Linked DNA regions of Zea mays: region 2 is linked to region 1. The links are chromatin contacts, called in public Hi-C maps. All regions are on one chromosome and are shown on one strand. The core of a region is the stretch at or near the end of the contact, and the rest is flanking DNA. Distances in the headings are between cores, read along the strand shown.

The links. Hi-C and Micro-C count contacts between places; a contact is called where the count stands out from the background.
Region 2: a contact with region 1 is called in a Hi-C map of ear, with 1.6 times the contacts expected there. The contact joins the promoter of LOC100281980 here to the promoter of LOC100281145 in region 1. A contact is called at or near these places in 2 of 25 Hi-C or Micro-C datasets (ear and leaf).

What each region holds. Positions count from the first base shown.
Region 1 is chr9:16,106,140-16,111,459 of Zm-B73-REFERENCE-NAM-5.0, reverse strand. It overlaps LOC100281145, which reads left to right and starts at 2,179. Exons shown (of 4, transcript NM_001196990.1): 1 at 2,179-2,514; 2 at 2,686-2,936; 3 at 3,048-3,384; 4 at 3,546-3,948. The coding sequence starts at 2,272. The coding sequence ends at 3,788.
Region 2 is chr9:17,008,215-17,013,963 of Zm-B73-REFERENCE-NAM-5.0, reverse strand. LOC100281980 (40S ribosomal protein S30) reads left to right here and starts at 3,751. Exons shown (of 2, transcript NM_001245894.2): 1 at 3,751-3,831; 2 at 3,930-4,451. The coding sequence starts at 3,828. The coding sequence ends at 4,114. It overlaps LOC100191443, which reads left to right. Exons shown (of 10, transcript NM_001136876.1): 10 at 394-1,232. The coding sequence ends at 807. It also overlaps the pseudogene LOC100279382.

The sequences.
Region 1 (5,320 bases), core at 930-3,429:
AGGGTCGATATTTTTTAGGTCAGTTAGGGTATACGTACAACTCCACCGAACCTTCTCGTCATTGTATTCAAAAGCAGTTGAAGGATCGGTGGTCAACAAACAACTATAAGTCCACCCTCTTTGAATGACATGTACAAGCGATTGTCTCTGGCCTGGCCGAGCGGATTAGATGATGCTATGCTCCTTGAAGGAGTAAAGGAGAGTTTCTGAAATAGGTATGGCGAAACATACTTCCAAGTTGGAGCATATGGCGTGTTATTCGCCCAATTGGTACGTGCAACATGTGGATGATGACTTCAACGATGACAGTAAACAATTTTATCTCAACATGGACAACGATTATAGCTCCGCATTGTCGCACAATGTCAAATCTACATGTCATATTGGTCAGATATAGCAATAGCACAATATAAAGGGAAAGGACTAGCAACGAGTAGCAATGAGTCCCTTATTATAGAGAAAAGTATGATGAGCAAGCTCTATAATGACAACCAGAAAGCTCTATAAAGACAACCAGAGGTCAACTCAATCAAAATTGTATGAATACTTCATAAAATTGTTGGATCAGTACACCACCGATATAGATAATAACATAAAATGGGGACACAAGTTGACCGTAAAAAAATTATCAAGCAATTAAACTAGATGAAGTAGAAACGCGGAAGAGGCGGAGGAGGAGGATAACAATGAGCATTACCGTATCTTTTTTAGTAACTATATAAACTCTTTAAATTTTTTATTTATTTTGTTTGAGTTATGTATTTTTTTAAAAAAAATCGTGATCGGATGATTTTTTTTTTCAAATAAATATTGTGTTTCATTTCAAATATTAGTTCATAAAAAAGTTGATGTGACACTATGATACCTGTACACTGACAATAAAGACACTATTTACTGGAACGCGTTATGATTGATAGGGTTGAAAACGGTTGTAGTTTAGTGACTTTAGTCGATAGTCAAGGTGACCGAGACCGACGGTAATAAAGACCGAATTCATTGGACCCCGACTTGCTAGCCCAAAGTGTTGCAGAAGCAGCACGGTCGATGGCGCATGCGTCAGGGCCAGGGACAGATGATGAATCGACATATCAGGCACCTGCACTTGCAGGATGGCGCCTGCAACGGATCGGGACATCCGGAGTTCCGGTCATATGGTAGTTGGCTGCAGGATGGCGCGCGTTTAACCGACCCTGGAACTGTAGTTGTTTGTCCCTGTTGGGACTTGCATTGGGAGATGATATCACGCACGGTAAGGTCAAGTTGCTAGGCCAATCGATGTGCTATCGGCATGGAGCGACCTGACGAAGATCGAAGAGGACAGCCGGCCGGGCACCCCAGGAGAGGGGCCGGACAGCACGCGCCACTCCGGACTCCATCCGGAGCTAGCTATCTCCATCTCCAGCTCAGTAAATATTGATGTACATAATATAAAACAATGTTTTATACGGCTATATATATACATGAGCACATACCTTGACCTATCCCTATGTGTCAATGGAGAATTTTCTATTAGATTTAGACACCTCGTCTACATTCACACATGAAGCTATATTTATCCTTGTTTTCATCTCCATGCCTATTACGGTGTAAAATTTATCTCGTATTCATTCTCGTCCGAGGCTCCATTCCCGACAATAAAAGTACGACCACATTATATTTTATATAACATTAACAGCCACGTGACATTCAACAACAATACATTACAAATAAGTACTCGTTTGTTTTTACGGCAAGGAACGAAATTGTTTCTGGATCCTGTTATCCGAACGTGGACATGTTCTTGCGCAACTAACGTTTGGTTAAGTAGAAATTCTCGGATAAATTTTATCTGCTATATATAGATCCAAACACCATTTGTGTTTTAGATGACGTGCTGCAAGAAAAAGAAAATCTTAATTATCAACTTTTGTTGTATTTTATTGGTTAACGTGCATAAATTAACCAGATTCTAAAAAATCACGGGTTCCCAAACGTTTAGCCTGCTAGGGATGGGAAGAACGCGAGTCCGTCCATACTTGCACGTCATCTCATCTCTGTGCACATGCGATCGACGAACACGGCGGTGCTCCGGGCCACACGCGTCGAAACGATCGCTGGCTAGCTAGCAGCTAGGAGTAGACGGATCGGAGACGAGCACTCTATATACCGTACTAGCCAGAGCGCCACTCATTGTGCTATCGTCGGTTCGTCGGGCGTAGCGGCAGCGATGATATTTTAGTCGTACTCGTACAGAAGCCACAGCCCTCTGCTAGCTAGCTAGCTCCTGCTAGAATGGAAAGTGCAGGAGGGGAAGCTCGGCCGGTGCTGCCGCCGCCGCCGCCGCCGGTGCAAGAGCTCGCCGGCGCAGCGAACGACGTGCCAGCTCGGTACGTCGCGCGCGCAGGCAACGAGCCCAAGGTCACGGTAACCGCGCCGGTCCCGGTCATCGACCTCGCCCGGCTGTGCCAGCCGGGCGGCGGCGCCGACGAGGCCTCGAAGCTCCGGCTGGCGCTCGAGTCCTGGGGTCTCTTCCTGGTACGTACGTGCTTTAACGCATACGCACGAACACACCGTGTATCTATCATGCTACAGAGCACTCTACTATATACCGTAGATCTGGACTGGAGCACGTACGTAATGGATGTCGAGTACTATATACCGTAGATCTGGACTGGAGCACGTACGTAATGGATGTCGAGCATGCAGGTGACCAACCACGGCATCGAGGCCACTCTCATGGACGCCATGATGGACGCGTCGAGGGAGTTCTTCAGGCAGCCGCTCCAGGAGAAGCAGAAGCACAGCAACATGATCGACGGCAAGCACTTCCAGCTCCAAGGGTACGGGAACGACCGGGTGGCGTCGGAGGACCAGGTCCTGGACTGGTGCGACCGCCTTTACCTCTTGGTGGAGCCTCAGGAGGACAGGAGCCTTGACCTATGGCCCGCATGTCTAAGGTGTGATCTTCCCATGATGTTGATCGATTAATTACTCCAATATAATTCTACTAGCTACTTGGTGAAGGACTGTCTGCCACATGCATGTCTAATATAATTCTATATATGCAGGGACGTTCTGCACGATTTCACCACAGAGTGCACGAGAGTGAAGGACTGCCTGCTTCGAGAAATGGCGAAGGCGCTAGATGAGCTCGGCGACGACGACGACTACTTCATCGACCAGTTCGGCGACAGGGCCGACACCCATGCCAGGTTCAGCTACTACCCTCCGTGCGCGCGGCCGGACCTCGTCTTCGGCCTGAGGCCTCACTCCGACGGCACGTTCCTCTCGCTTCTCATGCTAGACGACAGCGTCGGCGGGCTTCAGGTTTTCCGGGACGGAGCCTGGTACGACGTGCGCACCAGACCTCACACCCTGCTCGTCAATCTAGGAGACCAAATAGAGGTAAATTCATTTATTAACGAACTATCATTACAATCTTTGTTATGATTGCAAATGGGAGATTAAAGTTTGGCTAATTTAATCTGGTCATGCTTATTATATATGAATAAATGCTGAAATGCAAGACAGATAACTGTTGTGTTTTTTCTTTTCCTTTTACACAGATAATAAGCAATGGGATCTTCAAGAGCCCAGTGCACCGGGTTGTAACAAACGCGGAGAAAGAGAGGCTATCAGTGGTTCTGTTCTATTCTATAGATCCTGAGAGAGAAATCCGGCCCGCTGACAAACTGATAGACGAGAACCATCCAGCACTATACAAGAAGGTGAAAGTCAAAGAATATACTGCTGGACTCTACGAACATTTCTCTCGAGGGAAATTGGTTAAAGAGACTGCAAAGATATAGCTTGTTCGCTTTGGATTAAATCCATGGACTAATCCTTAGAGACAAAAACACTGTATAAGTAGTAAAAGTCGGTACGAATTAAAGCTCAAGCTAGTCGTATCTATGTAATGAATAAGGGTGAAACCTTTGCGATCCTAGATAATAAATGAAATTAATTTTTAATAAAATAAAGTGTATATAGTTCGTTGCAGCTTATCTCGGCTTCATTGGCGTGTCCTGGTCAGAAGCCATGACTATAGATGCTAAAGTGTATATTCAATGGTACCGGTACTTCAACAACAAGGTTAAGACTATCTCGAGCAGCTTACCTAACTTTATACCTATATTTAAACCTTACTCTGCAAATAGTACAGTCTACTGTACAAAACAGTGTTTTTAGGTAAACTATAGATAGCACATAGCTCGCTGCAAACGACCTAACACCCACGCCAGGTTCAACTCTACCATCCATGCTCGAGGTTGTTCTTGTCTTCGGTATGAAGACTCACTCTAGCAGCACATTCATTTCGCTTCTCATGGTAGACAACAGTGTTGCGGGACTACAAAAGACGACATGTTCAGCGAGACATAAAAGTGTTGCATATATACATATGTTGTGTTGAATTTATGGTCATACAAGAAAGGATCAAAACTAGAATGATGATATATGTGATAGGCTAGAGGTAGCACCAATCGAAGAAAACAATTATCCAACACCGGTTGGTTTACATCCACCTCCAGAATCGGTATTGCGTGACCGGATCCTAAAGCGTGATAGTAACGAGAAGAGAGGAAGACCGAAGTTCACAATGAAAGAGGTAGTAAAAGGAGACATAAAAGAATGAGATATACTCAAAGATTTAGTTTTAAATAGGAATCATGAAAAACAAATATTCATATGTTTGATCCATGACTTATGGGTTATACTGGATTTTTAACTCTAGCACAGCCCAACTTTCTTAGGATAAAAGGCTCTGCTGTTATTTCTTTTTACACAGATACTGAACAATGGGATCTTCAGGAGACCAGTGCATCGGGTTGTAACAAATGCTGAGGAAGAGAGATTATCAGTGTTCAGTGGTTCTGTTCAATCCTATAGATCCTGAAAGAGAAATCTAGTCCGCAGGTATCATAAATCTGAGAAAAGAGGATATCAGTGGTCCGTTCATATGCTGAGGAAGACTTTAACAAATGCTGGATGGGATGTCACACCCTTCCAGTCCACCGTAAGACCACATCACACATCCCTTTATACTTATGAGGCATTACAGAATTGACTCCAAAATCTCTCGTAACATAATCTTCCAGTCCTAGCTGAAATTAGAACCATGAACTTTCAATTAGCATTCTTAACTGAAACTGTCAAGGGCTATTTTCATGAAAGCTAGAGATAGCAAGTTGCAACATTTACATGTTGCTGCATCCAGCCACCTAACAACAACGGCTATAAATTTCTTCCTGGTAGAAGAGCATCTACAATTGTATACTTATATCCCATTCATTGGAAAGCAAATAATTAAATTTAACCCCATAACCTCGTACCCACAGCGACA
Region 2 (5,749 bases), core at 2,502-5,001, 900 kb before region 1:
TATTAATTTTGGCTTTTACTCATAATTTACTACTATTACGGCCATTCTTTCGTTGCATCAATATTGTGAGGTTCTTTATAAAAAAAAATATTGACATTGTAACATCTATTGTCCATGACCTTTTTTCAAAACGTTCCTCGGTACAGTAGGCCATTTGTTCAGGGCTTGTTTTGAAGTCATTTTCAAGGACCATAGTATCAAGAAACTACAGTTTTAGAAACCAGGGACTAACTTAGAGAAAGAGGTACCGAGTGGAGTTTCTAATAATTTTCCTTGCTCATATCTAGTTTTACCACCGTAACAGCAAAATATAATTTAGAGCTTTACAATCGTTCTTTGTTTACTAACTGAACAGACATGAGAAGTGAAATGTGGAATTGATGTGTTTTGCAGGTAACCTCTACCCTAGTTGGCCATCTGGACTACTCATTTGCTACGGCATGGCACCCGGACAGCCGGACATTCGCGACCGGGAACCAGGACAAAACCTGCCGCATCTGGGACACCCGCAACTTGTCGACCTCACTTGCAGTACTGCGGGGCAACATCGGCGCGATCCGGTGCATCCGCTACTCCTCCGACGGGCGGTTCCTGGTGTTCTCGGAGCCTGCCGACTTCGTCCATGTGTACAGTGTGGCTGCGGACTACAAGAAACGGCAGGAGATCGACTTCTTTGGTGAGGTGTCCGGGATCACGCTCAGCCCGGACGACGAGTCCCTGTTCATCGGAGTGTGCGACCGCGTCTATGCCAGCCTGTTGCAGTACAGGATGATCCGCGGATTCGACTATCTTGACTCATACGTGTGAAGAACTGAGCTTTGGTGACCGGTGTTGTGCTAGGTGCTGGCTGAAGGTTCTGATGCGCGGTTCAGGGAATATATCTGCCTGCTCTTAGTTCATGGCGAATGATGGTTCGGTGGGACTCGACGCCAGCGAATCTGCCGTGTAAATAGTTTAGAATTTGAAGCGTAGTGTAGTGCTGTGGACCAATGCTGTCTCTGAACATACATATGATCAGAGTAATGTGTGTTTGCGCTGTTAGTTTCAGACTCCGGAATACAAATAGTTTTGGACCAAATTCCTAAAGCCTGTTTGTACTGTGGAACACATGAAAGGGCTAGTTTGTATTCACTTCGATATATGTGTTGTTATTATTGAGTTCCCTGGACAGTGTTTCAAATTTAAACATCGTATTTTTAGATGCATAATAAAAACATGTATGCAGATATAACATGTATATTTGTTATATATATATATATATAGAGAGAGAGAGAGAGAGAGAGAGAGTATATGATGCTACCTTTTCTTTTAAATTATAAGTTTTCTAAAAGCATGAATATATATACCATGTAGAAAAGTAAAAGTTATGTAAGCGGAACCGTTTATATTTTCTGACTCACCCCCACCCACACACAACAACAACGAACCCTGCACCTTTGCCATTTTCAGGGGGTTTGTTCCGCTTTGTTCTAAAAGCAAGGATCAGATGCCGGCAGCTTCGCACTCAAATGAAGAAGTAGGCGAGAGCCGTTCGTTTCCAACGTCGGTCGTGGCCTCTGGTTCTGGCTGGCCTGGGTCCGACGGCTGTATCAGTCTGACAGTACGAGCCCAGGATATATTGCTACTTCCACCGGGAACCCGAGGTGAAAATCGGTTCTCATCCCGCTCCCCGGGCTCAGGAAGTGGATCTTCGGTGGTGGCGCCGGAAATACACTGGTACACTCAGGGTTTACAGACAGAGCAGCCGCTCGCTAGTCGTAATCTCTTATAGACGCTGAGGACAACTATTAAGCCTCCTCCGTCCGAATCAGTCTGCAGGGGCACGGTTTCCGTCTGCATGGCCGTCAGTGCTGTAGCCGCCACTCCTATCTCCGGTGAGCTCTCTCCTTCTCTCTTCTTCCTCTCCAATGGCATCATGATGGACAGCTCGTCGAGGCAGGCCGTGGCGAAGGGGTGCGACAGCACGCTGCGGCGCGTGTCGAGCACCTTGTTGAAATGGCGCACGGCCTCGCCGGGGAGGCCGGCGTCCAGCGCCGCCACCGCGGCGGCGGCGGAGGAGCTTCACGTGCGGCAGCAGCTGCGACACGGACTCCGCCCTTGTATTGGCGGGCGCCAGCAGGTTCGACGGGGGCAAGAAGCGGCGGTTGGGCATGTGGTGGCGGAGCGAGTGGAGGTCCCCGCCGGGGCAGAACTCCGTGACGACGCAGGAGAAGTGCGGCGCAGCGTCGAAGTCGGCGAAGAGCGTGGGCAGGACTTTTATTTAGATTTCGGTTCCGAGCTGCTGCTGCTAGTGCGTGAGCCATCGGTCGATAATTTCCGGAACAGAACACCTCTTGTGCCTGTTCGAGAAGTTCTGACGGGACTCTACTCCACGTGGCTCTTCCGTGCCCATAAAATTAGTGGAGTCTAGATTCGATCTGGACACCGCGTTGAATCGGTGGTGGATGTAATGAAAGAAGGCCGCCCAATGCCGCGTGAGCTGAACGGAGCCAGACGAGCAGGATGAGGAGGACGAGGCGGTGGTGGCGTCGTCGGCCGAGCACGACTTGGCGCAGTAGCTGGGGATGTAGTCGCAGAGCATGTCGGCGACGTCACGGTTGCGCGAGGAGAGCCCGCGCCCGGAGCTCCAGCGCCGCGCGAGTAGCTGACTCGTACGACGCCGCGCGAGCAGCTGTCGTAGCTGCAGCAGAAGCTCATTCGGCGACCATCATACACAAGCAGCCGCTCCTCCTTTGCCTGGAAGAATGCTCGGAGTGGTACAAGGTTCGGATGGCGCAGTCGGCCAACAACATCCATGTTCTGCTCGAACGCCTCTGCTTCCCGTGCTGCTGGGCCAATCTCGGCGGCGTCCAGCCTCTTCATCGCAATCATGGCGTAGACAAGAAGCGCGGCGAGGACAGACCCGGCAGCGACCGCGACGGCCAATTTGGTCATCCTCCGCCTCGCTCTCTTCGCATTTGGCACGGACGAATCCGGCACGCTCAGGTTCTCCTGCTGCGGCCCGCTGTCGCTAGCAGCAGCGTCTGCACAGGGGGAGTGGCGGTACCGTTCGCGCCGCCCCCGTGGAAGAAGAGGAGGTGGGAGCCGCGGCGGACCACTTCGTCGCAAAGGTTGGCGTCGAGACGGAGGAGGGTGAGGTGCAGGAAGGCGGCCTCGAGCGGAGAATCGAGAAGGTGTTGTTTGACTGCGTCCTCTTCTTCGTCCGGCTGGAAGGGGTGCTCGGTGTCGGCGTCGGCGGGGCAGGGCGGTAGCGGTGGAACTGCGACCCGAGCAGTAACGGCGCTGAAGACGGGAACGGTGGCTGCCCTGACTGATCCTCACGGTGGAGGATTAATCACTGTCGAACGCGTCTAAGAGAGAGCTCAAGTCCATATCGGCGTATGTGCGTTGTGTGAATCTCTAAATCATCCAAGACCTCGTCTACGCCTCTATTTCGTTGAAGCCGAACTTGTCGCGTTTTACAATGGCAAAAGTCTCCGCCAAACATGGTTTCCGTGGCCTCTGTTCTCCATCGTTTTCTTTCATTAATCCGTGAATCTCAATTCTCACTCGTGATCCACCGAGAGCGAGAGCGTTGTAAAGATAGGTTGGAACGGTAACATGAGGCCAGTGTGACAAAGCCCGTCAATCTTGTCCCCCACGGGCCACGACAGACCCTTCCTGAAGCCCAATCGGCCCGCACGCAAAAAACCCTCACGCGTATTAAGCCATCCCCCTCACCACCTAGGGTTTCCTTTTACAGCCGCCGCCGACGCCGCCGCCGACACCGACGCATCTCTCAGCCTCCCCGCACTCGCTTCCGTCGCCGCAGCCGCCACTTCGCAGCCATGGGTAACCCACCGCCAGCTCTCATTCTTCCTCACCTTTCGCTGCTCCCTCCTGTACTCACGCGCTGATCAAGGTGAGTCGCGTCCCGTGTCTATGCGCAGGTAAGGTGCACGGATCGCTGGCCCGCGCCGGGAAGGTCCGCGGGCAGACGCCCAAGGTGGCGAAGCAGGACAAGAAGAAGAAGCCCCGCGGCCGCGCGTACAAGAGGATGCAGTACAACCGCCGCTTCGTCACCGCCGTCGTCGGCTTCGGCAAGAAGCGCGGGCCCAACTCGTCCGAGAAGTAGGCGCGACGCCGTTGGGCTCGCATGCCTATGCCTATGCTCTTGCTCTTCCTGGTAGTAGTTTTCGTTGTGCAAGCAGAAGAAGATCTTTTTTTGTTGTTGTTCCAGTCTCAGTTTCGTGCGGTGAGATGAGAGCTTGAGATTATATGTCAACCTCCTTATTAATCGAGGATGAATTTTTGAGATATGATGATACGTGGCAATGACTTCTTGCCCCTTTTTGCATTCTTTGTGAAATGTTATGCAAATAGGTGGGTTAAATCATTCGTCGATTGGCTACATGACATTGACTAGATTTGCCTAATTTGTTTGTTTGGTTCGGCGTTCCTCGCTTGATTAAGGAACCTGCTGTTTTTTCACTCGTTATTGCTGGCATTATGGTCCAGTTATAAATTTGAATGGTTAGCCCACTTTGAAACCAGCTTGCTGATAAGATCTGTACTAGGTTCGGGTAGTTTGTGGGAGCGGAGCCGAGCCTGCTATTTGATTGAAGGTGCTTGTTCTATCCTTGTTTTGACACTGTAGAATGATAATTTGCGGTGTGAACGATAATTGGAAATGTAAGCCTTGTGTAAAGTGAGGTTCAAGCTTTGCTCAATCCCGATTCTCGAAGACGATTTGAGTCTCCAAACGATCTGTATTCCATTCCCCTGCCTCCAATCGTACCTTGGTTTGTAACCTGGTAGGGTTCCATTTTCTTGCGAGTCTCCCATGTTTGTTAGTGCAGCATTGCGAACAGCGGCTGTTGTGTTTTTGCAACCGAGTATGTGATTTTGAATTGAGGAACCTGTACATTTTTTATATTTCAATTTTTTGACAGCAAATCTGTTTCGGAAAGCTGAACTAAACACACGAAACACCAGTTTTCCTGATTTCCACAATCCTCTCTTTTGCAAAAAAAAAAAAAAAAAAATCTTCATACTTTTTTTTTATCTAACTTGCGGTCTATTGTTGTCGTGCGCCGTTAAGTGGTCTCTAGATAGAATGTGAGAAAACAGTCAGTCAAGTCTAATATCATACGGCGCTTCTCAATAGTACCGAGGACAAGTTGTTGAATTAGCTATAAAAAAAAGGATATGTCTCATTTTTAATATATCTTTCTCGAACTTTTGCTTAAGATAAAGTAACCTCTACAGTTTAGTATTGTTCATATGTCTCCTATAATTTTAAATTTATTTTTATGTAAATGCTCCACTTCAATTTTAAATTTTTTTTGGATTTAGAGATTAGGGTTTAGGGAGAGTCTATCACACTGCTGAACCATCTCTGATGATGGCGGTTGCTGCTCCTCTATTGCCTTCCTATTCTGAAACTGCAGCATCGATATTGATCTGCCAATCCTGGGCGCTTCAAGTTTTTTTTTTAGAAAAAAAAAACTGGGCGTTTCAGCTGCTGTGTGCGGATGCGCGCAATTGAGATTGCTGTCAGCTTTGACATGGTCCGATGGCCGTGCTGGGCCGAAGAGCGTGGCTGCTAGTGTATTGGGCCTGGCTGTCGTTCCTTCCGAATTCTGGTAGAGGCTCCCTTTTGTGCTTATAAATATATGATGGGCCGAGGCCTCAAAAAAGAAATGTAATCTGGCTGGAACGGCCTGGAATATCTGGATCCAGTGGAAACACCACCGACTACGGGCTTCGT